Linked DNA regions of Mus musculus: all the other regions are linked to region 1. A link is a contact called in public Hi-C and promoter capture Hi-C data. All regions are on one chromosome and are shown on one strand. Each heading gives the region's core, a stretch centred on a gene start, on an enhancer-like site or on the middle of the called end of the contact. The rest is flanking DNA. Distances are from core to core; before and after follow the strand shown.

Region 1 (4,374 bases), core at 1,057-3,556:
GTCAGTGCTCTTAACCGCTGAGCGATCTCTCCAGCCTGTCAACCCATTTATTGAAGGCTAGGCGAATCTCAGATAGGGCTTCTACTGGCCTTTCAGTTCCAGTCCGATGGCCGACTTCACTGTGACTTCAGAGGTAGTGTTGTAGGTCCAGGCCCCAGCGGCCACTGTTTTCATGCAGGAACCACAGTGCCAGATGCTGACGGCTCGTCTGTCTCTTCATCTTCGTCTTGCTGCAGAAGGAACAAGTGTACTTGGCTTGCTGGCTGATTTCAATTTTCTTCACCATTTTCTGGAGGGAAGCACCATAACGGGTCCCGTATTTCCTGATGATCCCGATCTTCTTGGTCGAAGCCCATGCCCAAGCCTGAAGAGTCCTTTCTTATTTTTAAAAATAATTTATTTTTATGTCCACTGGTGGGTTTGCCTGCACGTATATCTGTGTGAGGGTGTCAGATCCCCTGGAACAGGAGTCACAGACAGCTGTGAGCTGCAATGTAGGTGCTGGGAATTGAACCTGGGTCCCCTGGAAGAGCAGCCAGTGCTCTTAACTGTTGAACCATCTCTCCTATCCTTACTCCCCCTCCCCTTCTCCTTCTCCCTTCCACTCTTTCTCTTCCTCTTCTTTTTGGAGACAGGGTCTCAGTTTGTAGCATTTGCTGTCCTGGAGCTTGATAAGTAGGCCAGGTTGGCCTTGGACTTGTAGCGATCCGCTGCCCTCCTCCTCCAGAGTGTTGATATTAAGGGTGTGCAGCCCTACCCATGACCTTTTTCTCACTGTTTTGTATAAGATAAGAGTTTTAGCTTGCCAATATAATTTCTTCATTGATCTGTAAATCCCACTGAAGTTTTCCATTTCTTTTTCTAATCTCTCTCCCAAGTACTGGGGTCACAGACATGCAACAGCATGCCCGTTATCTGGGGCACTAGGGATTGAACCTAGGACTTTGGGCATGATAGGCAAACACTTTACCAGCCAAATCTCCAGCCTGTGTGAAAAATTTGAGTTTTCCTCTGTTACCCTCTTTGAAATAAGTTGTTTTTTTTCTTTGCTTTGTTTTGTTTTGTTTTGTATTGTTTTGTTTGTTTGTTTTTAAATTCTGACTCTCTTCTTTACTGGCTTTCACATAGATAGCCACTAATCTATCTTACCCAAAAATTTGTTTTTTATTGCTAGAATCTTGCTGTCTTGCCCAAGCTTGTCTATATGAGCCTAAGATGGCTTCAAACCAAGATCCTTTGGACCCAGGCCCCTGAGTGCTGGGATTTGGGATTATAAACATAGATAACTATATCCAGACTATATTCCATCTTTACTCTTACATTGGCTACTTCATAAATGTGCAAGTTTCTTAACCAATTTTTTCCAATTTTTTATTAGGTATTTTCTTCATTTACATTTCAAATGCTATCCCCTATACCCTCCCCACTACTGCTCCCCTACCCACCCACTCCCACTTCTTGGCCCTGGTGTTCCCCTGTACTGGGGCATATAAAGTTTGTAAGACCAAGGGGCCTCTCTGCCCAATAATGGCCGACTAGGCCATCTTCTGCTACATATGCAGCTAGAGACACGAGCTCTGGGGGTACTGGTTAGTGCATATTGTTCCACCTATAGGGTTGCAGATCCCTTTAGCTGCTTGGGTGCTTTCTCTAGCTCCTCCATTGGGGGCCCTGTGTTCCATCCAATAGCTGACTGTGAGCATCCACTTCTGTGTTTGCCAGGCACTGGCATAGCCTCACAAGAGACAGCTATATCGCTGGGTGGTGGTGGCCCATGCCTTTAATCCCAGCACTTGGGAGGCAGAGGCAGGCGAATTTCTGAGTTCGAGGCCAGCCTGGACTACAGAGTGAGTTCTAGGACAGCCAGGGCTACACAGAGAAACCCTGTCTCAAAAAACCAAAATAAGAGAGAGAGAGAGAGAGAGAGAGAGACAGACAGACAGACAGAGAGACAGCTATATCAGGGTCCTTTCAGCAAAATCTTGCTGGCCTATGCAATAGTGTCTGTCTTAACCAAATTTAATGTTAGCAAACAGCATTATCTTCCTTAAAGCATAATAAAGGCCTTAAAACTCTTCAACTGCAATCACCTTTTCTCAAGTATTTGTTGCTTAGTATTATCACTTTGTTGCAGTGGTGGTTTTGTTTGTTTGTTTTTGAGACAGGGTTGCTCTATGTAACCCTGGCTGTCTTGGAACTCACTCTGTAGACCTGGCTGGCCTCAAACTCAAAGATCCCAGCGGTGGGATCAAAGATGTGGGCCACCATGTCCAGGCTCTCCCTGACACTATTATTTCTAATTTATAAACAACTTTGAGCCACAAAGAGCGGTGTATCCTCAAAGCCTCCCTCAATAGTCAGCTGGTTTTGCTCTTACGTCTGTTGTGTCCTGAACATTAACTCTTTGTGTACTGTGTTAGTCGAGTGCTTGGACACTTCCTGAAGGCTGATAGCCTTTTGCTGATACTGTTGGCTCTTGACTGACAGGTTGGGAGCACCAATGGCGGCCAGTGCCCTATGGGGGTGGGGGTGGGTTCCTGCCCCCAGGGCAGGGTCCTACTCCCTGTTAGATTGCTATGCAGGCTCCTGAAGATGCAATATGCAGGTACATTTCCTGCAGAATTGCTGTAGCTCCTGCTGTCCTTTGGTCTGTGCATAGCTGAGTCTGGGGAAGGGGCATTTGATAAGGGCAGCTGCAGAGGCTGGGCGAGAGTCCTGGTCTGCATGGAGATTGAGTGCTCTGTATAGACTTGGATGTGTTTCTCACAGGACTCTCACCTGTTTATTACATTCCCTTTTTTAGAAGCATTTGAGTAAGTTGCAGTAAATGGATGATGTCATCCTTGAGGTTTCATATTTGAAATTTCAGCCCACATTGTCTGCCTGCCTGTGTGGTCTTTGATTTGGGCTGGTTTTATGGCTAAGGTTGGGACTGAAAGCATATAGATTTCTAGCCTGCTGCTTCAGCCTTCCAATCATGTCTCTCACTAATAAGGCTGAGCTCCCAAGGGAAGTAGTTTGTGGGTAGCTTCCACCACCTATTGGTATCCTAAGAAAACTAACAAGGCCCACTGGAGGCGAAGAGTATCAAAGTGCCATCTCTGATCCTGAAAGCAAGCCCAGTTCTCAGGTGGGGAACAAAGGGTACATTGGAGGATGGAATGATGGTGGGGTGGCTCGGCTAAACAAACACTCCTGCACCAGCGGTCATTGCCTCCTCATGCAAAGGGAGGACCAGTAGGGAAAATAGCACAGACTACACCAAGCAGGTAAGAGATGAGAGAGGGAAATATGTAGTTCAAAAGCTCCGGGGAAACCATGTGGCCTTCTGCTGATGCTAAAAAGCAACTCTGTAGTAAATGGAACACAGCAACCATCAACTTCTCTTCCCCTCCTCACTTTAAAAACATGGTGGCACACACCTTTAATCCCAGCACTCAGGAGGCAGAGGCAGGCAGGTCTCTGAGTTCCAGGCCAGCCTGGTCTACAGAGTGAGTTCCAGGACAGTCAGGGTATACAGAGATTCTTTATTGGATACAGCCAATAAAGGTCTGCTGGCCTTGATTCCAGAATGTAGGAGGCAGAGGCAAGTGGATCTCTCTGAGCTTAAGGGTAGCCTGGTTGTCATAGCAAGCTCCAGGCCAGCCAAGGATACAAACAAGTAAACCTCACAACATTGTAAGTGGATCTGAGGCCAGGTTGGCTTTGGTATCACTCTGTATTGATTTAAAGTGGGTTGAAATTTGTAATCAAGTGGTTCAAAGGCTAAAAGTGTGTTGCAAGCTATTTGTACCAGGTCATCCTCCTCCACCCTGCCCCTCTGAACCAGCGAGAAGGACAAATCTCACTCCTTAAATTTGTTGTGGAGTTCTGCAAGAAACACAGTTGATACTGTTTTAAAAATAGGATGCCTATGCTCTCTCACAAGTCTGTCTGGAACATTTTGTGGTAATCACTTTCAAGGACTATAGACTGTTGCATGATATTTGATCATACTGTGAACCCAGAGGTTGTTGTTATTTACTGGAAAAAAAAAAAAAAGACCTGTTTCTAGTTGTGGCAAGGTTCAGCCCTTAGCACACACCTTTAATCCTGCCCCCGCCCCCACCCCCAGCTAGAATATACACACACACACATCCTTAGTACACACCTTTAATGACAAATAATGAAGTTAAAGTTAGTTTGTAGAAGGAAGCATCCAGTGATGTCTAATTGAGTGGCAGACAAAGTGACAAATCAGAGAAAGATTTGACAGAATAGGATACGCCCAACTCTCACAAAAGAGTGGAAAGGGAAGCTACTTGAGGGGCAGTGCAGAGAGAGGGAGGAGGCAGTCTTACCAGTAGAGTTTTACAGAGACAGGTTGAAGAGAGA
Region 2 (4,374 bases), core at 1,092-3,591, 370 kb before region 1:
GTGTATGTGTGTGGTGTGTGTGTGTGTGTGTGTGTGTGTGTGTGGTGTATGTGTGTGGGGTGTGTGTGTGTGTGTGTGTGTGTATGTGTGTGGTGTATGTGTGGGGTGTGTGTGTGTGTGTGTGTGTGTGTGGTGTATGTGTGGTGTGTGTGTGTGTGTGTGTGTGTGTGTGTGTGTGTGTGTGTGTGGTGTATGTGTGTAGTGTGTGTGTGCGCGCGCATGAGCGTGTGGTGTGTGGTATATGTGTGTGATATGAGCGCCTTTGTGCATGCATGTCCCATGTGTGAGAGCATGTATGTGGGTCAGGTGCACACATGTAAGCATACAAAGCTCAAAGTTGCTTTAAGTATCTTCCCTGATTGGTCTCCATTTTATTTACTGTGGCAGGTCTCTCAGTGGAACCCAGATCTCACTGATCAACAAGTGTAGCTAGCCAGCTTGCCCCAGGGAGCCCATCTCTGCCTCCTGTGATTACAGATAGCTGCCTTACCTGCCCAGCTTTTACATCCATGCTGAGGATCTTAACCCTGGTCCTCATGACAAATGCTTTACCCACTGAGCCGTCTCTCTGGCCCTTAGGTAACTTTAGACAGAGGATGAATATCCAGTAGGATGCCCTCAAACTTGTAACTGTTGTTACAATGTTGTTATTATAATTTTAACTTAGCAAAACATCACTTTAAAAACAATTTTTAAAAATTTTTTAAAAGTGATGTTACCTAAGTCCTTTTCCTATTTGTACACACACACACACACTTGCTCACTCGCGTGGCAGAAGACAACTTGCAGGATTCAGTTTCCTCCTTCTACCATGAGGATCCTAGGAAACAAACTGTCAGGCTGGATGACCCACTGCACCAGCTCCAGAAACAGACATTCTTTAGAATGAACTTGTTATAAGACATATTTCTGGACAATTTTAAGAGCTAATTCTGAGAAGGTAGCATTTGTAGTGATTCTTACCATGTTGACATCTGGCCAGTAGCTAGCTGTCCACCATGCCTCTCCCGAAACACTTCCGCTATCACACTATTTCCAAGGCACCAAATAGCTCAGTGGGTAAAGACACTGCTGCCAAGTCTGACAACTGTGTTCATTCCCTAGGACCCAGAGGTGGAAGGAGAGACTCCTGAAAGTTGACCTCTGACTTTCACACACATATAAATAAATTAAATAAATATATAAATAAACAAACAAACAAGCAAACAAATAAATAATACTTTAAAGAACTTCTTCCTATTTTCAATATGGAAAACCAAAGCAAAAGGGACTGGAAACCCGCTCTCTACCAAGAACCCCACAGCCACCACACTTGGCTCGGACCAGATCAGTACATCACTGAGACTTCATGAGAGACGCTGTTTCTAGCAACAGATCACAGGGACCCACAACTGGAAAACATGCAGCGTGAGGCTGGGCTTTGTTAGGATTTTTGGTTGCCATTACTAAGTTTGACACAAGCAGCTCCATTTTGATTCTGATACTACCATAGGCCTCACACTAAGACCACATGGAGTCACGGCACAACTCCAAAGTGGCTGACAAGCTAGCAAAGAACTGCAGACCCGTGGTGCTAACTACACGAAGATCAGAAGGGCCCAGGGCTGAAGGAAATGGCAAGGGGTTCTAAGAGAACCAACGGATCATTGTTAATTCCAAGAAAAAGTTTTTTCTCTGTAGAAAAATTATAAATGTCAGGTTATACTCTCGCCAAGCCAGGGCTCCAAGGACAGACTGAATAACGTCCCTCAGTTACACACATGAGAGAGTTTTGTCAAGCAAGGCTAGACTCTCCTATTTGCATGTGAGTAAACAGGCCACAGTGGTTGCTAGTAGAGCTCAAGTATTCACTCTTACTGCTTCATAACCAAAACATACATGGCGCTAGTTTTCAATGATTACAAACGTTTAGAATAATCCTGTACAAAGAACAAACTTATCAAGAGCACAAAACAGCAACCGCAAAAAAAGTGTTTTCTCTCTTGAAACCAGATCAAAATGTTGTTAGCACCGTGACTGGTCTAGTACCAGTTCTCAAAAGACAGAGAACAGAGGGAGACTCTGGAGAGAAAGGCTGAAGAGCTGAAGAAAGGCAGGACATCTACAGATGAAAAAGATGCCTTTGCTGTTTTATTAGAAGTTGCAGGATTGGGGTACGTTTAAAAAAGGAAACTAATAACAAAAATGATAACTGTGAATTATCTCCTGCTTTCTAAGCTGGAGAGAAAACACAGAATAGCCTAGACCTTGGCTAAGACAACGACTTAGAATAATGTGACTCCCTAGCCATGTCTCTCCTGCTGACACACCATGACTTAGCAGTTCTGCTCCTGCTTGCATGAGACAAGAGAGCTCATCCAGGTTCATTCAACTTCTCCCTCGCCATTCCTCTCCTGGCCCTCACACTGGCACTGGGCGTCAGCATGGCCATTCCTCTCCCGGCCCTCACACTGGCACTGGGCGTCAGCATGGCCATTCCTCTCCTGGCCCTCACACTGGCACTGGGCGTCAGCGTGCTGGTTATCAGGGTTAACCTCAGAAACGTACACGCTCTTATAGAAAACTCACTGGCAAGACAGGCAGGCTAAGAGCCCATAACAAGGGGACAGAATAGAGTCAGGACTCTCATGTTCACATTCTCCAGTGGGCAGAGGTGGCTTATTATTAAACCTCGGACTCGCAAAGAAAGAGCCCATGTGGTCTGAGCAGTGGGTGACAAAACTCCTATTTCAGTTCCATGCAAACTTCTGAGGATACCTGCAGAATGCTCTCTTTAATATATTTTTGGAGGGGTTTTTTAGGTGGGTCTAAGTCAAGCCCATGAAGACACTGGATTCGGTGCTCAATATTCAATATTCACAAAGCTCCCAGTTCAGTTGTCAGCAACATCTGCCCACAAGAAGACTCCATTTTGTAAATTGCTCTCACAGTGATCAATACTCTGGTTCGGATGCCAAAGAAGGATCCATCCAACTTGGCGCTGGGCATCTGGTTCTTAGAAGAGGAGATAACAACAGAATGCTGGCATTTCCTACATTTACAGCTCCAGTACAAGTTTGTTTGGTTTTTTTTTTTTTAAGATATTGGAATGTCAGAACAATATAACTAAGTCTTTAAAAAGAGGTTGTTTCTGTTGACTCATAAAAATACACGGATAGCTTTCCATGAAATATGAAATCTGTACCTTAGACAGCATAATAATGTGACTTCCTAGACACAGAGATAGACCACAGTTCCCAGATTCCCCTATACTTAGCCCATAACAGAGGTCCAGCTAAGGAAACTTGAACAGAAGTGAACCTGATCCCAAATCTTCCCAAACACCCTTCTCCATACACGTCACATTTTTGTGGCTGACTACTGATGCCTCAAGTACCTTAGTGGGGGTTGTCACTTACTTATACTTATTTTTATGTGTGTGTTACTGTCTTGTCAGCATGCATGGATAAGCACTATGAGGGTACAGTGTCCACAGAGGCCAGAAGCAAGTGTCAGATCCCTGTAACTAGAGTTTCAGACCATTGGGTGCTGGTAACCCAGGTCCTGTGCCAGAGAAGCAAGTGCTCTTATCTCCTGAGCCATCTCTCCAGTTAGAACCTTGTGTGTCCTTCAGCGGAGGCCCTCAGTTACTATAAGGAATAAAACATCCCTGTTTCCTTCAACCTCAAACCACTCTGAACCATACAAAAAAGGAAGAAATTTCTGATGTGTTTCTGCTATTTTGTATGTTGAACACCGTGACTATAGCAATTAACCTGCACAAGACAGAACTTAAAACGAGGGCCAAATCAAGGGTGAAAAGACAAACGGTGCAAGTTGTAAAAGGATGAAAGAGACACCAACAGGTTACACTGGAGCTGATACTCGGCAGACATCCGAGAGGATACTCAACATCTCCAGTCCATGACTGCAAAGCAAATTAAAACCACAGAGGTCAAGGACTGACTGAAGGTCTGGCAAGACCAAACACTGACGGGAAGCAAAGCACCCAGAACGCCCATGTTGTTGACGGACGTGTAAAATGGTACAACCTCTCTGGAAGATGGCTGTGCAGTTTGCTCCTAAAACAGACACTGGCCCTATAACCCAGTAAATCCTATAATCCTAGTAGTTTGAGGTTTTGTCTTATTTATTAGGACATGGATTTCATGCCATGAAACTCAGGCTGACTTCAAATTAGTGATCCCCCTGCCTCACCCTTAGGACTGGAATCACAGGTGTGTGCCAGCATATCCAGCTAGGAAATATTGAAGTGTGGGTACATAAAATGGCTGGTATAGAAGAATTCTCATATCAGGCTGGAGAGATGGCTACTTTTCCAGAGGTCCTGAGTTCAATGACCAGCAACCATGTGGTGGGTCACAACCATCTGTA
Region 3 (4,374 bases), core at 825-3,324, 260 kb before region 1:
TTCTTTTTCTTCCCCCCCCCCCCTGCTCACACAAGGGCTGCCCCAGGGAAGCCAGGGGTTTCTCACAACCTTCCTCTTGTGGTGCCTAGGAACATGTATGAAGAGCTTTAAAGTCACTCCTCAATAATGCGGCCATAGCCACATGTGGGCCATTAAGTTTTAAACATAATAAAATTCGATACTGTTAAACATCTCACACAAGCCTCCTTTCCAGTACTCCATCAGCACGCATGCCCAGTGGCTGCTGGACAAGGCAGATATAGAACACGTCCATCATCGCAGACAGCTCTACGAGACAACATGCCATTAGACTGCAGGTCACCAGCTGGTCACTTGGGCCAGCTTTCTGGGTTTTCACGGGTCTAAACATCTTAACTACTCCCCAGCTTCTCAGAGACCCCTCTGTTTGCAGAAGTAGGAAGATTCATGGAAGGAGAGATTAAGGGCATTGATTTTTGTGGCTCTAACCTTTGGACCCCTCACACAAGGTTGTATTTTATGGTTTCAAAGCTGTGTAGCCTAGGGCAAGTCACTTAACTTCTCTGAAAAAGTTCCCTTGTCAGTGAAATGGTTTTAGAAATACCTCATGGGGATTCCACGAGGGTTAAACAAAATGGATAAATGTGCATAAAACAATGCCTGTTACACAGTGTTGACAAAGCTTGTGACACATTCCCTCAATGGAGGCCAGGGTATCCGTGAAGGCACTTTATTCAGTCAAAGGTAGTCGTTTGCAAGTAACCCTTAAACACTCTAAATAAATGGAGTTGATACTATTGCTGCTCCCTTCACCAGGACGTGTGTCCTCAGATTTAGGCTCTGCTTCTTTCAGATTCTGGGCTATCCTCTCTGGTTTATTGAATGACTTCCCGGTCACATCAGACAATGCAGAGTTCACTTTCTCTGTGGAACTGTCTGTTCCTTTCATGCTCTGGGTGTGTTCTTTTTGAGGGCCTCTTGCCCAAAGCCAGCCTGTCAGCACTACCTGGGAAGCTACCACCAAGACAGCGGGTAATCATCAGAAACTCTTGAAACTATCCCAGAGTTGAAGGTTTTGAGTGTCTCCCATGCCCTGTGCATCTTCTGAGCTGTGAGAAGTGAGACAAAAAGAGCTCTTGTTGGGCTCTTGGCAGAGGGGAAATTTGGAAGGAACATCTTTGGAATCAAGAGAGGTTTCTCTTGAGCTGTAGAGAGAGCAAAGTATCTGTTCACACTTGGGGCCTGGGTTCCACCCATGACCATTCACTCTTACCTAGATAACATAGCTGATGATTTAACCTTTCTGTACTTCAGTTCTCCCATCTGTAAAAAGGGAATAATCCAGAGAAGCTACCTGGTGGAGTGCTTTTAAGGACTCAGTGAGATGGGACACAATAAAGTCTCCTAGTCCAGTCTCACGTCCTCTGATGGAACTGGCACAGTACTAGCAGCAGTGAGCTGCAGTCCCCACCTTCCTCCTTTGTGCTCCCCAGAAATGACATTGGGGATTATTACTCTGCCATGGACTGTTTGTACTTTCTATTTGCTGATCTAGTGTTTAAATCACAGACATGATCTGGAGGGGAGCTAGCACGCAAAGCCATATGTAAATTACATGTGCATAACATGAGCTCCCATGTGCTCTTTTTCCTCTTCGCCCTTCTCTCCCTGGATGGCAGAGAGTTGTCATTCCAGACGCTCACAGGTGACCACCAGCCTGCTTTCCTCCTGCTGTGTTAGGCTGTGTGAGCAGCACTGCCCAGCCGTGCAGTGTAATCAGAGCTGGCTTCTTTCTATAGGATTCATTTGTGGTGTGGAACAGCCATGTGTTTATGCAGTTGCCACTCATTTGTCCACAGTTAGATGTGCCAAATCTGACACTTGGGGTGAACTCCAAATAACTTGGAACTATGTGCAGGCTATACAGGCGTCTTAATCAAACTTATTACAAGGCATATATCTAAATTGGAGGAATCCAGCTGCCACTCTGCCTCTCCTCTCTTTCTATGCCTGGCACTAGAGGGAGGAACCATTCACAAAGAGAACTTCTAAGAAAAGGAAGGACACAAAGCCAGGATATTGCATCACTCTGTTGTCACCGTTTGTGAAACATGACCAATGCTGACAAGCTGTTGTCCTATGTGGCTTCCCTGGAGCCCTACAAATCACTCCTGGTTGGTTAAAGGACAACGCTGATTCTTCTTGCCAGTTGTTTTGGCTGTGACCTGTGTTGAGGTCCACTGTCAGCACAGTCTCTATTCTTCATAGGGGGGAGAGAGAGAGAGAGAGAGAGAGAGGGGGGGGGGAGGGGGAGAGAGAGGGAGAGGGAGAGGGAGAGAGAGGGAGGGAGAGGGAGAGAGAGGGAGAGAATATGTGTATGTGTTGATTTGAGCCCATACGTATCTTCCTCTTTCCAAAAATACAAGAGACCTCTAACTTGACCATCCATATGACTGGCTGATTGCTGGAACATTCTTGGGGCACTTAAAAATGGTACTTAACTGGCTATATTTATTTTAAACCTCCAAAATTGGGTCTGAGTTATCTGGGTGACAATTTTTACCTTCAAGACTAACTCTTTTTAATGCCTGGTAGTGACTGTATTTTCTGTTCACATTTTCTGTGTGTAGTATTTCTACAAAGCACTGTGTTTCACCATGGCATTTTCACATATTTGTAGGGTACTTGCCATATATAACCATGTTCACCCCCTTACCATCTCTTGTTTCCTTCCCTGTCCCATTGGTACCTCCTATATCCCCCCTTCTAATTTCATGCATTTTAAGTTTAGACAGTATTCTTCAGTGTTCCTCAGGTGGTTGTGATGAGTAGGCAAATGGAAGACTGTCTGGCTTTACTGGTTATCAGTGGGGTTCTGTGCCAGGAACCTCTAAGTGTATATCAGTCTGGCAAAGTCTAGGCTGAGAGAGACTGATTAGAGGTAGTATCTGAGGCTAGCCTGTGTCTTCTTCTCTCCTGAGTAATGAATGGAGGCTATGATCAGACCTACTCAAGGAGGAGCTTGGAGTGCTTTGGAAAAAAGAATAGAAGTCAGCAGTCTTGTGGGGTTCACTCAGCCACACCCAATGAGTGGATGGTCATATCTGTCCAGTGCCTTCTGGGAGATGAGAAAGATTCCAATGATTTTTGTTGATTGTCTCGTGGAATCCTCATTGTAGACTATGAGCTAAAGAGCCTGTTACTAATCGTGTTTCATAGATGAAAATATGAGGGCTAGGTACAGTTAAAGTGGGTAGTCCAAGGTCACTCACTCATAAGCAGGTGAAAGAACCATTTGAGTTTTATTTCCACCAGACTTCAAGCTCTACTTTCTATCCTGAAGGCTTGAATCAAAGTCAGTACACAGGGCGGCTGAGACAGCTCAGCCTGTAAAGACATCTGCTAAACCTGATGATCTGATGCAGCCCCTGAGACCCTGCATGGTAAAAGGAGAGAACCAACTCTTGTAGGTTATTCCCTGACCTGCACTCACGTGCCTTGACACAGGTGCATGCATACGTATACACACAAATACTAAGTAAATAAAAATGAAAAAAAAAACCCAGCAGGCTACTTAGAATAGGTCAAATAATTCCTGTCCTGTAAAAGAAATGTCAGAGTTTTCCACAAAGTATGTTTTGTGCTTTCTCTCCTCAAGGCATTGCTAATTCCCTTCTAGTCTCCTATTTCAATTGCCTCCAGACCCAGCTAAAACTGGTTTGCTCTTTTTCAGTGAGTTGTTCATGTTTTGATCTGCTGTCCTTCTTTCTTACTCCTGCTCCCTCCCCTACTCACCCCCTACACACAGATATACTTGCTAGATGGGCCTAGTGTATGTATGGGTCAGGTTCTGAGAATGCTACCATCATCACCTGGGGCATAAACACAGGCCCGTTTTTAGTTGGTATGTGTCTCAGTCTGATAATTGACACACTCAGAGGAGCATCCTCTAAAGGGCTGAAGGGTGGGACTATGTAAACTGATTGCCTGCATTCAGATTCTGGGCCTATTTCTTGCTTAATGAGTAACTGCTTAATTACACTACTACCCAGTCTACACTGTAAGACAGAGCCACTACTACTGACTTTGGAGGATAGTTACAGGAATTGAATAGTACTTTCAAAATATATTTGATATAATCTTGGCCTATAAGTACCCAGGATATTAGCCATTATGGTGGTAGAGTAGGCCCAGTGCTGATATATGCCCATGTATATCTCATATACACCATGAGCATTAAGGGAGAGGTCTGGGCTTTGCTAGTCCAGTTTAGGTCCCTTTCTTTGTGCAATTCTGGGCAGGTTCCTCTGCTTTGTTTATTTTTTCTTCTGCCCCGAGGACCAGAATCAGTGTCTTATGTATGGCTGACAAACACTTTACTATTGAACTATGATA

Evidence for each region. Promoter capture Hi-C pulls out the DNA fragments that hold promoters and counts their contacts. Hi-C and Micro-C count contacts between places; a contact is called where the count stands out from the background.
Region 2: a Hi-C map of liver shows a contact between it and region 1, with 1.7 times the contacts expected there. The contact joins two enhancer-like sites. A contact is called at or near these places in 8 of 39 promoter capture datasets (the C10 cell line, the HPC-7 cell line, cranial neural crest and 5 more), 4 of 484 Hi-C or Micro-C datasets (Sertoli cells, embryonic stem cells, group 2 innate lymphoid cells and 1 more) and 5 of 115 datasets of contacts at active chromatin or transcription factors (bone marrow-derived dendritic cells, embryonic stem cells and large pre-B cells).
Region 3: a contact with region 1 is called in a promoter capture Hi-C map of liver. The contact joins two enhancer-like sites. A contact is called at or near these places in 7 of 39 promoter capture datasets (the C10 cell line, the HPC-7 cell line, HPC-7-derived erythroid cells and 4 more) and 3 of 484 Hi-C or Micro-C datasets (the HPC-7 cell line, bone marrow-derived macrophages and liver).

The regions. Positions count from the first base shown.
Region 1 is chr2:103,843,310-103,847,683 of GRCm38.p6, forward strand. No RefSeq gene overlaps it. Among named protein-coding and RNA genes, the nearest start is that of 4930547E08Rik, 35 kb to the left of the region's middle. Within about 2 kb of position 2,307, at least 3 of the 459 cell types and tissues checked have an H3K27ac peak or open chromatin away from gene starts, as enhancers often do. A contact at or near this core is called in liver, where this site is marked.
Region 2 is chr2:103,478,105-103,482,478 of GRCm38.p6, forward strand. All of the region lies in intron 1 of Cat (catalase), which reads right to left. Among named protein-coding and RNA genes, the nearest start is that of Cat, 4.9 kb to the right of the region's middle. Within about 2 kb of position 2,342, at least 40 of the 459 cell types and tissues checked have an H3K27ac peak or open chromatin away from gene starts, as enhancers often do. A contact at or near this core is called in liver, where this site is marked.
Region 3 is chr2:103,581,412-103,585,785 of GRCm38.p6, forward strand. All of the region lies in intron 1 of Abtb2 (ankyrin repeat and BTB (POZ) domain containing 2), which reads left to right. 8030431J09Rik (a long non-coding RNA gene) reads left to right here. Exons shown (of 2, transcript XR_866592.2): 1 at 1-4,374. Among named protein-coding and RNA genes, the nearest start is that of 8030431J09Rik, 11 kb to the left of the region's middle. Within about 2 kb of position 2,075, at least 79 of the 459 cell types and tissues checked have an H3K27ac peak or open chromatin away from gene starts, as enhancers often do. A contact at or near this core is called in liver, where this site is marked.